Regions from separate parts of the Sus scrofa genome. Here region 1 is linked to region 2. Evidence: chromatin contacts called from public HiChIP or PLAC-seq data. All regions are on one chromosome and are shown on one strand. The core of a region is the stretch at or near the end of the contact, and the rest is flanking DNA. Distances in the headings are between cores, read along the strand shown.

Region 1 (5,084 bases), core at 2,102-4,601, 100 kb before region 2:
TGGATAGGGCCAAATTTCAAGGGCCTTTTGGTGTGTACCAAATGTCTTATGGACCAAATGTCTGCTAACAAATTCTACTTTATTTTAATAAATATTGATATAAATTTAAATACAGATGTGAAGGAATCAGAAAAAAGTAGAATAAGCTTTAAAAACTTAAGCTAAATACTTCAAGCTGAAATTCCATTCTTTGTTATTGACCAAAAAGAAACAAAGCACATGTCCTCATAAAGACTTTACGTGAATGTTCACAGCCGTGTTATCATATTAGCCCCACATTAGAAACAACCAGATACCTGTCAACAGGTGAACAGGTAAACAAATTGTAGTATGTCCATACAATGGAGAGGCATCAGCAATAAAACAAAATGAAACACTGATACATGTAACAACATGAATAAATCCCAAACAGATTGAAAGAAGATTATAAATTATAAATGTATATAGCATCATTCCATTCATGTGAATTCTAAAACAGTCAGACCTAATCTATGATGACTGAAGGCAGACCACAAATTGTCTGCAGACATGGGGTGGTAATTGTAAAGGGACAAGAGGGAACTTTCTGAGGTGATGCAAATGTTCTATAACTTGATTATGACAGTGGTTACACAGTTATATATGTTTGTCAAAACACATCAAGCTAGATACTTAAATGGATGCAATTTGTTGTGCATAAATTATACCTCAATAAAATTATTCTAAAAGAAAAAACCTGGATTATAAAAAATAATGATTTTAATGGCCATTACTATTATTATTTTGTCTTTTTAGGGACGCACCTGTAGCATATGGAGGTTCCCAGGCTAGGGGTCAAATCAGAGCTGTAGCTGCCAATGCCACAGACACAGCAATGCCAGATCCGGGCCGCATCTGCTCATGGAAGACAGGCCAGCTCATGGCAATGCTGGGTCTGTAACTCACTGAATGAGGACAGGGATCGAATCTCCGTCCTCATGGATACTAGTCAGATTAATTTCCACTGAGCCACAACAAGAACTCGTAATGGCCTTTATTTAAAGTGTTATATATTTGGAGCCAGAAATATATTTTGTATTGTGCAAGATTCTTGATGCCTGCTGGACAGAATTTTGATAAATATGATGAAAAAAGGTAGGTCTATAGCAACTGAATGTCAGTGAATTGAAATAGGTGCTTAAGGACTCAGGCTCTTTAGTGATGCAAATCGCATCACTTTTATATATGTAATTACTTCTACATTGTAAATTTATATTTTTCCTATTAAAAATGGATTTACATTAAAAATGAGGGAGTTCCCGTCGTGGCGCAGTGGTTAACGAATCCGACTAGGAACCATGAGGTTGCGGGTTCGATCCCTGCCCTTGCTCAGTGGGTTAACGATCCGGCGTTGCCGTGAGCTGTGATGTAGGTTGCAGACGCGGCTCAGATCCCACGTTGCTGTGGCTCTGGCGTAGGTCAGTGGCTACAGCTCCAATTAGACCCCTAGCCTGGGAACCTCCATATGCCGCAGGAGCAGCCCAAGAAATAGCAAAAAAAAAAAAAAAAAAAAAAAAAAAAAAAAAAAAAAATGAGAGTGCTAGGACTTCAGAAATAGTGGTGCCACATGTTTTCCCAGGCTGTACACTGTGTAACTCCAGGGGGTACCATTCATGGACACTGCAATATGATTTTATCAAGGTTTTACATGGCATTAAAAATCCTATCCAAGCATCCTTAAGATAAAAATGCTCTGATATTTTCTGACTTCAGAACACCTTGGAGTCAAGTGCTTTCATGGGCTTTCTTACAGTATGGCCTTAGGCTCCTTTGAAGAAAGCTGTCAGCTCACAACTTAACTGAGGAGCATTCCAATTGCCCTTTCAATGTCTAGTGCTTCCTTTTTGTCATAACTAAACTGAATAAAAGGGGAAGCATTACAAGAAGAGTCATGTGGTTGATTTATGTCATAGCTCCTTACTGTAATTTTTCCAATCTCATTATATGCACCTAGTTTGTTTTAAAGTCCTTTGCTCTTTTTTGAACAAAAACTGGATTTTGTATATAATGTTTAAATTCATTAAATACTAAGAAGCTATAGGTTCCCTGAGGCTTTGGTATCTGGGTCTTTGAGAAAGACGGTAGAGTCAACATCCCTTTTCCATTGATCATACTAGTTCAATCTCATTTTAGTACAAAGGGACAAAGGAGATTTTCTCACATATATATCAAAGGAAACCAAACCAGAACCTATTTTTGGAATTTTAAGATTTCATAATATGATAATAAACTCCTCTGTCTCAAACAGTAATGGAAATTGTTAAATCTTTTGTGTTTTTGGTTATTATAAAAGGTAGGGCATAGACTAAATCAAGGGTTGGCAAACTCTTTTTTGAAAGTCATACAGTAAGAGTTTTCAGCTTGTGGGCCATATGGTCTCTGTGACAATTACTCAACCCTGTCACTATAGCAGGAAAGCATACACACTGCTTAAATGAATGGAAACATCTTGGTTCCACTAAAACTTTATTTACAAAAACAGATGGTTAGACCATGGGCCATAGTTTACAGACCACTGCATTAAATTTTCCCAATAGTCTAACATGTTATAATTTTACTTTAATGAGCTAGAAAGTATTTTAGAAAAATACTCTGTGGCTTGATTCCTCATCAGAAAAATGGAACCAGAAGTCTGTAAGCCAAGATTTTGCATGATAGGCCCTTGAGCATTTAAGATTATTTTAGAAGAAACAAATTCAATTTCTTACTCTCTCACTATGTGCACTTTCAGGAAATGAATTATACATATTTCTTTGATAGGAATTAAAAATGGGTATATTCAGATCAAATGAGCTTGAAGTGCAAGGTGTATTTCAAGAAGGCTTTGATCGAGAGCCACGTTATATTATAAGGTAAGATGTCATCATGAGTAATTTATAGAACATGAATTTAATACTCAAGTATGTCGAATTTAGGGCATAACCCACTTGACCTTGTTACAGTATATAAGTAAACTTTCTGGGGTGGTGTTTCCTTGATCTAGTATTATGAAAATATATTCTGTTCTTTATAAAATGCAAATTCATTTCAAAGTACATTAAACTTGAATAAATAAATTTTTAATGAAACAGAAGGGTTGTTTTTGAAATTCACTGTTCTCTGACAGACTCTAAATGGCTTCATTTCTCTGTGCTTCTCCTTTTTTTTCATAAGGGCTGTGACTACTCTTCTATGATTATTAAATTCTGGGCAGCTTCTTGTATCTCTCACAGAGTTTCAAGAAAGCATTAATGAGCAACAAGCCTGTAAGTTTCTTGCTCAACTTCTCCTATTAAGACAACTCATCAGAGATCACTCACAAACAGCTGTGCTCTGCAAGTCATAAATGATAGGTCATGTGTGGTGACTAAAGTATGACTCTCAATCAGTGTTCGTGAAGAGCTACTCGTCAAGAGTGCTATTTTCACTATGTGAAAAGTTATTTTGAAGGACTCTATCATCACTGAGTTATCTGAGCCCTATATAGCCCCTGCCAGTTTAAGAACTGACACATGGACAGGGGCTTATTTACTCCCTCCAGCCACAGGAAGAGCTGTAAACCAATTCAGTGCTTCCGGATCTCTAGGGACAGGGCTCATGGGTTTCTTAAATCCTTTCCCTCTCTTTCTGAAGGCATCTGCCTTATACATTTTGTACAAAGTTCTGATAGTGTTAGCAAACAGAAGCAGAGAAGCATTTTCCATTGTCTACCCCAATCTTCATTAATCTTTATTTAATGGAATTAGACACCTCCTTCCTGAAATTTTATATTTGGAGACTCAGAGTTACAGCTTTGGATGGCAATAATGCCAGGTAAAATCACACTATATGACTAGTTTGGAAGGCTCAGGGGGAACTCATTCACATTTAAGACTTTGGCTACTTCTTGGTTCCAGGCAGAGCCGAAACACTCACAAACACGAACACTTTTCCAAACTGCATTTTGGCACATGCTTTTCCAGTTCCAGCTGGATTCAGGAAATGTGCCAGAAGGAAAAAAAAATGTATTTTGAGTAAGATTTTCTTTCTTAGTTTTTTTTTTTTTTTTTTTTTTTTTTCCCCTTTCTTAAAGAACCTCCAGGACACAGTTAATGCTGTCAAACAGAGAGGCATGATTTCTTTTTCCTGGCACACATGAAGTTTTTAGAATTACATTCTCAGTCCCTCTGATAGAGCCCAGAGTCAGATCAGTGTATGAAGGTACAAGGTGTGTATATAATACAAGAAGCACTGAGCCTTAGAGCCAGGAGAGCCAAATGGGTATTTGTAAATGATACCTGACAGGAAGCATCTCCCACCTTGATTTCATCTTGACTTATGTCTTCAAAATAGGGACTGTTAGGCCAGATCAGAAGATACCTCATGGTATACTTTCACATGTGATCTGTTTTTCCTTCCCATCAAAAATGTGCATCCTATTTCTCTCTTACTATAGTTATATACCATCTGCAAGACCTTAGCCTTACCAATGGTTATGCATGAAGATAGGATGTTAGCAATTTAAGAAACTAAAATTTAGGAAGTATTTCAGAAAACAGAATGGAAGTTTCTTAGAAAGGTAAACATACACTCATCCTATGACCCGGCAATCCCATTCCCAGCTATTTACTGAAGACAAATGAAAATACATGCTCACTAAAAATCCTGTGCATGAAATGTTTATAGCAGCTTTAGATGTAATAAAAAAAACTGAAAATAACCTAAATGTTCATCAATCAGTGAATAAACTGCCATATTTACACACAATGGAATAGCCCTCGCAAAATAAAATAAAATAAAATGACATGGACTATTAATACATGCAAAAATGTGGGTGAATCTCACATGCATTACGTTAAGTGGAGTTAGGCTAAAAAATCTGTATATTGTTTGATTTCATTTATGTGACATTCTGGAAAAGTCAAAACAATAGTGGCAGTAGGCAGATAAATAGGAATGGAGGAAGGAGGAGATTGAGAAAGGGGAATGAGGAATATCTTGAAGGTAAGGGAAAATGTTTTCTATTATGATTGTGTGGTTGTTATACCTCATTATACTTGTCAAAAATCATAGAACTGTATACTGTAGATTGTGAGTTTTTGTAGTAT
Region 2 (4,860 bases), core at 1,043-3,542:
CTCTCCAATGTAACAATGGAATTATTATAATAATGACAGAGGAAAAACACAATTTTAGCAGCATTGTCCTTACTATCTTCCTGTCTTTCCTGTCTTCCTCCATCTCTTCTCTCTTCCTCCCACCCCACTTTTCCATTGCCTCCCCCAAAACACTTGCTCTTTTTTTTTCTTAGCTCCACCTATTTTTCTCTCTTCTTTTCCAGTTTTAACTCGCTGAGCTGTAGTCCTGCCAGTGACCTTGGAGAACCTTGCTATGTGATAAAGTCTGGCTATGGGAGAAATGCAAAGGCAACTGCAATGGCTGAGGAGACAGATAGAGCCCAAAGTTTCTTTAGACTTGAAGATAATTCTTCCACCAAATCCCACAGGTATTCCACTAGCTTAGACGCCCAGAATGGTAAATCTTGAAGGGAACTCCATGCTTACCTAGCCTATATCCTCGTTGCATACGAGGGAACTGTAGCCAAGGGCAGCTAAGGGGCTGTCCACAGTCACCAAGGTTAGAGGGGAAGCCAAAATGGGATCCTGGGACTCTTACTTTAGTTTCTGGGAAGATGCATGGAAAATTAAGTAGAAATGTAAAAATGCAAACTTACTGACTCACACTGAGGCCTGAAAAGGTTAAGTTCATTTCCTCTACATAAAGGTGTCGAGAAGATGAGATGAGGTCTGCAAAGTGCTTAGAGCTCTTAAAGAGAAAGGACTGATTTAAATGTGAAACAATGCTTGCTTGACTATTAAAGAACAACATTTCATAGCTTTAAGCCAAGTCCGAAGAAGAGAACTATTGGACCATAGATCATTTTATCTGTTGAACTTGGATGATAGAAGACCTCTCTTTATTTATAATAAGTGACTACTGAATGGAGGCCAAGGAGATGTCTGTTTTACCGTTGTTTCTGTTCAATAAAAAAAGCTTTTTTAGGTAAGTATATAAGGTAGTGCCTGGTCCCCTGAAGATACAGTAGACAGATTCCAGTCTTTCTCTTTCTCTAGTTGATTCCCCAGCTGACCCTAAAGGAAAGTTTATTGCTACAATCTAATCTAACTTACATTAGGTTCACCTTTTTACTCCAGTGTGTACTTTACTTGATGGAGGCAGCTCATTTTAGAAGAAAGATGCCTGGAATAAGAGACAGAAGAGGATCTTATACTTGGTTGTAACTCTAGCCAAGTGATTTATACAAAATGTACAATCATTTCCTTCTCCACTTTCTCATCTGTAAAATGCAGATAATATTGGCATTGATCTTCAAAAGGAAATACTGAGATAACACACATGTATTAGTTTGCTTACAGTTTGGAACTTTGTAAGTTTCCATTAATAGTAGCTATCATTATTTTTATTTGGATAAAAGTTCATCTTAAGGTGTTAAGGATTTAGACTGTCAATATTTCTGCCTTTTAAATAGAAGCCTCAGAGTAGTGTGTTTATCACTCCTCGGATCAAAGCTCCGTGAACTAGAATTGCGTTTCATAAAAACAGATTGATGCCTCACACACAGATGTCTTTCCCCATTCCCAAACCAAAAGGGTAAAATGTTTTACAGATTGGATGTTTGGCACAGAGCAGAATTCTGAAATAAAACTCCAATTGTTTTTCCTTCCTCTTTCTTTTTTAAAAAAGTATTTAAAGGGAATTGCAACCTTGGTTATTTATTTTCTTCCATTTGAAGGAAAAAAAGCACATCTGTTTGCAATAGTGGATTGAAAGATTTAAAAATAAATATGCTTTAAAGAAAAGAAACAAAACTTTGTTGGCACTCTAAATCCAATCGACACAGGGAAAATGTTTGTTCTAGAGATGTTTGGCTTCTTTTTAAAAAAGAAAAAAGAGCAAATAATGTAGAATTATACAGTTCTAGTTAAGTGGTTCACCACATAAAAATGTGTTATTTTTTACTCATCTGGTAAATAGTTTTAACCTTGACATAACGTCTTAACATTTACATTTCAATTCTGAATATACTCTGCATCTATCATTTTCTCTAAGAAGAGACTGATAAGATATAAAAAATGATTTCTTTACTTCCATAATCTGTAATTAGAAAGCAAAAAGCCAAAGTACAAGTAAGATATCTGTAATTTGTGTTGGCTGTGATCTTTGGAAATTCACTTGCCCAGTATGGTGAAAAGTGCTATATTTAGATGCGTATTTTGGAACATGCCGTCACATTTTTTTTTCACTTCATATAAAAAATAAAAATGATTCATTGTGAAACAGGCTTACAAATACTGTCGTGACCATTTCACAGAGAAGGGAACAATCCTGCCAAATGACTTACATTGGCAGTTGTCTCTTGGGAAGCCCAGATAAACTAAGATTAGGGAGGGGACAGTGGCAGGGGAATGATTAGGGCTGACAAGTAAAAAAGGAGCTTAGAGGAACTAGAATAGAAAACAGATGGAGTTGATAAATATGGAAGGGCTGCTGGGGTATCTTAAAAGACAAACATTGGTTTCTCAGAAGCAGTTGAGCCAGAAAATTCTCGAAAATGAGGCTCTGAAAGGAATTTGTTCAGGCAAAAAGAAGCCCAGGAAAGAAAGAGTTGGGTTAAGAAGAGGTGAAATAGGCTTGCTAGATACAATCCATCATACAAATATGCTTTAAAGAAAAGAAACTAAAATGACACCCACAGGAAAAATAGTAAAGTATCTGGTCTCCTTTGCGAACCCAGGAAGTAGAACAGATTATCTATTTGGATCAAAAGTGTACCTTATATGTTAAATTGGAATTAACCTAATTGACTGATTAACATGTTAAACAAACGTATACTTGAATGTAGTTTGAACCTGAAAATTTTACAATTAAATAAATATTATTCACACTGGAAATGGGGTTTTTAGTATTATCAACATGAAATGGCAGGAAGCTAAGTATGAAAATTAAGCCCTTGAGTAGTGGGCCTGGCTAAGTCAGACTCTATACTTTCATTTTACCTATTTAGAAATGGGTAAATGTATTGCATATAAGACACATTGTATATATAATTAACCCTGAGAACACAAAGCCCTTGTCTTGTAACAGGGTATGTGAGGAAATTTTATAAATAGATCTTGGCATTGCCTAATATTCCAAACTTTTCATCAATCACAATTTACAGGTATAAATTAATCCTGCAAATGATAAATAAGATATTTTAAAATAGTATTTGTGAAACTATTCCTCATAGAATTAACAGAAGCTGATAAAAACTGAAATTCTTAAGCTTGTCTTACAGAACAACACATAAGACAACAGTTTATTAAAATCCCTTTGATTGCAAACTATCCTCAGTGGTTAAGATTGCTTTAGTTATTGTTTTTTTTCTTTCTTCTTTCCTCTCATTAATTGCGTACCTTCCCAGCTCCATGAAGCCCACTTGTTTTACAGGAACACGGAGTCAGCTTCTTCCCAGTCTGAGGGACGAAGTCTTGTTAGGGACACTCACCTTAAAACTAGGCCTGTGCAGATGTCCTACAAGACGGCAGAGGACTGGAGTTGGGCCAGAAAACTGCCCCCTCGGATCAAGCCAAGCTTCTCCATCTTGGAAGTGCAGAAACAGGAACTGAGATGCGCCTGCCCAGAACCCGGGATTACCTCAGCATTTTCCCTGCTGACAATCACCTTTCCCCACACCTAAGACCACTCTGCTTACCTTAGAACAATCCCAACTCCCTTGCCTTTGCAGAGGTAGATCTGAGATTTGTTCTCTCTTGGCTGCCTTTTGAATAGGCTTCTTCTCAACATCTTTTGGGGGATCTTACATTTAAACCTGATGGATAAGTATTTGAATTCTTCAGGAATTTGCATCACCACCTTTTTTCATCTCTTTCCGCGTTTCCTCCCAGTTGATCTTCATCTACTGCCACGGCTTCATTTACAATTACAAACTTACATCTTCCACCCAGAAGACCTTTCCTGAGTCTCTAACATGTGTTTTCAACTATCAGGACATCTGCTCTAATTAAATGGTCTAATAATATTCTTAGGATTTCCACTTTGATTCCCATCACCAGTATTTAGTTGCTTGCTCATGCCAGACACCTGGGTCCCAGCTTTATGACCTCTCTCTTCTCCACATTTACCCAACCACTAGCGCCTTGTTAAGAATCTTCCAATATAGACCTTAAATCTGTCAGTTTTTCTCTATACCTGCTGCTATTTCCCTACCCCAAGCTACCAACATTTCTTATCCTGATTTTAAGAATCTCCTAAATGGTATAATTTCACCCCCCCCACTTCCAGTTTATTCTCCATAGTTATTAGAAAACTTTTTGTACATGTATAACTGAATAAATTTGTTGTACACCAGAAATTATCACAATATTGTAAATCAACTATACTTGAATACAATTTTTAAAAATGAAAAAAAGTAAAACTTTTTTACAAAGGCAAATCTAATCTCATTGCTCTGCCACTTAAAACTCTTTTATACCTTCCTCCAGCTCATAGTTGATAATTCTGTAGGAGTTAACATCAAACAAATAGTCCTTATTGTGGTTCTGAAGCCCTGAGTTGACCTCTTCCTAGCTCTCCTTGCAGGCCTTATATCCTGAAAATCTCCCACTTTCTCACTAGTGCTTCACCCTAGGGGATCAATTTTGATTGTTTGAATCTCCAGGTTCTATTATAGCAACAATTCATGTTTAACCTGCTGCTTCCACCTATTTGCCCTCAACATGATGAATTTCTCCTCATTCTTCAGCGTTAAAGATAATTCTCTCAGGGAAACTAAACTGTGCACCCACACCATGTTAAGTGTAACTTGTTTTATTTTTTCAGCATATCTTAGTACATCATTGCTTACATAACAATTATATTAAAATGATTAATAGTGTAATAATTTGTTTCATTCATCTCACTCACTGGAGACAAAT

What was found. HiChIP or PLAC-seq counts read pairs in DNA pulled down with a chosen protein or histone mark.
Region 1: a contact with region 2 is called in an H3K27ac HiChIP or PLAC-seq map of skeletal muscle. The contact joins two enhancer-like sites. A contact is called at or near these places in 5 of 47 Hi-C or Micro-C datasets (fibroblasts, heart right ventricle, retroperitoneal adipose tissue and 2 more) and 2 of 2 datasets of contacts at active chromatin or transcription factors (alveolar macrophages and skeletal muscle).

Annotation. Positions count from the first base shown.
Region 1 is chr13:153,343,813-153,348,896 of Sscrofa11.1, reverse strand. No RefSeq gene overlaps it. Among named protein-coding and RNA genes, the nearest start is that of CBLB, 130 kb to the left of the region's middle. Within about 2 kb of position 3,351, at least 27 of the 83 cell types and tissues checked have an H3K27ac peak or open chromatin away from gene starts, as enhancers often do. A contact at or near this core is called in retroperitoneal adipose tissue, skeletal muscle and subcutaneous adipose tissue, where this site is marked.
Region 2 is chr13:153,243,248-153,248,107 of Sscrofa11.1, reverse strand. No RefSeq gene overlaps it. Among named protein-coding and RNA genes, the nearest start is that of CBLB, 230 kb to the left of the region's middle. Within about 2 kb of position 2,292, at least 12 of the 83 cell types and tissues checked have an H3K27ac peak or open chromatin away from gene starts, as enhancers often do. A contact at or near this core is called in retroperitoneal adipose tissue, skeletal muscle and subcutaneous adipose tissue, where this site is marked.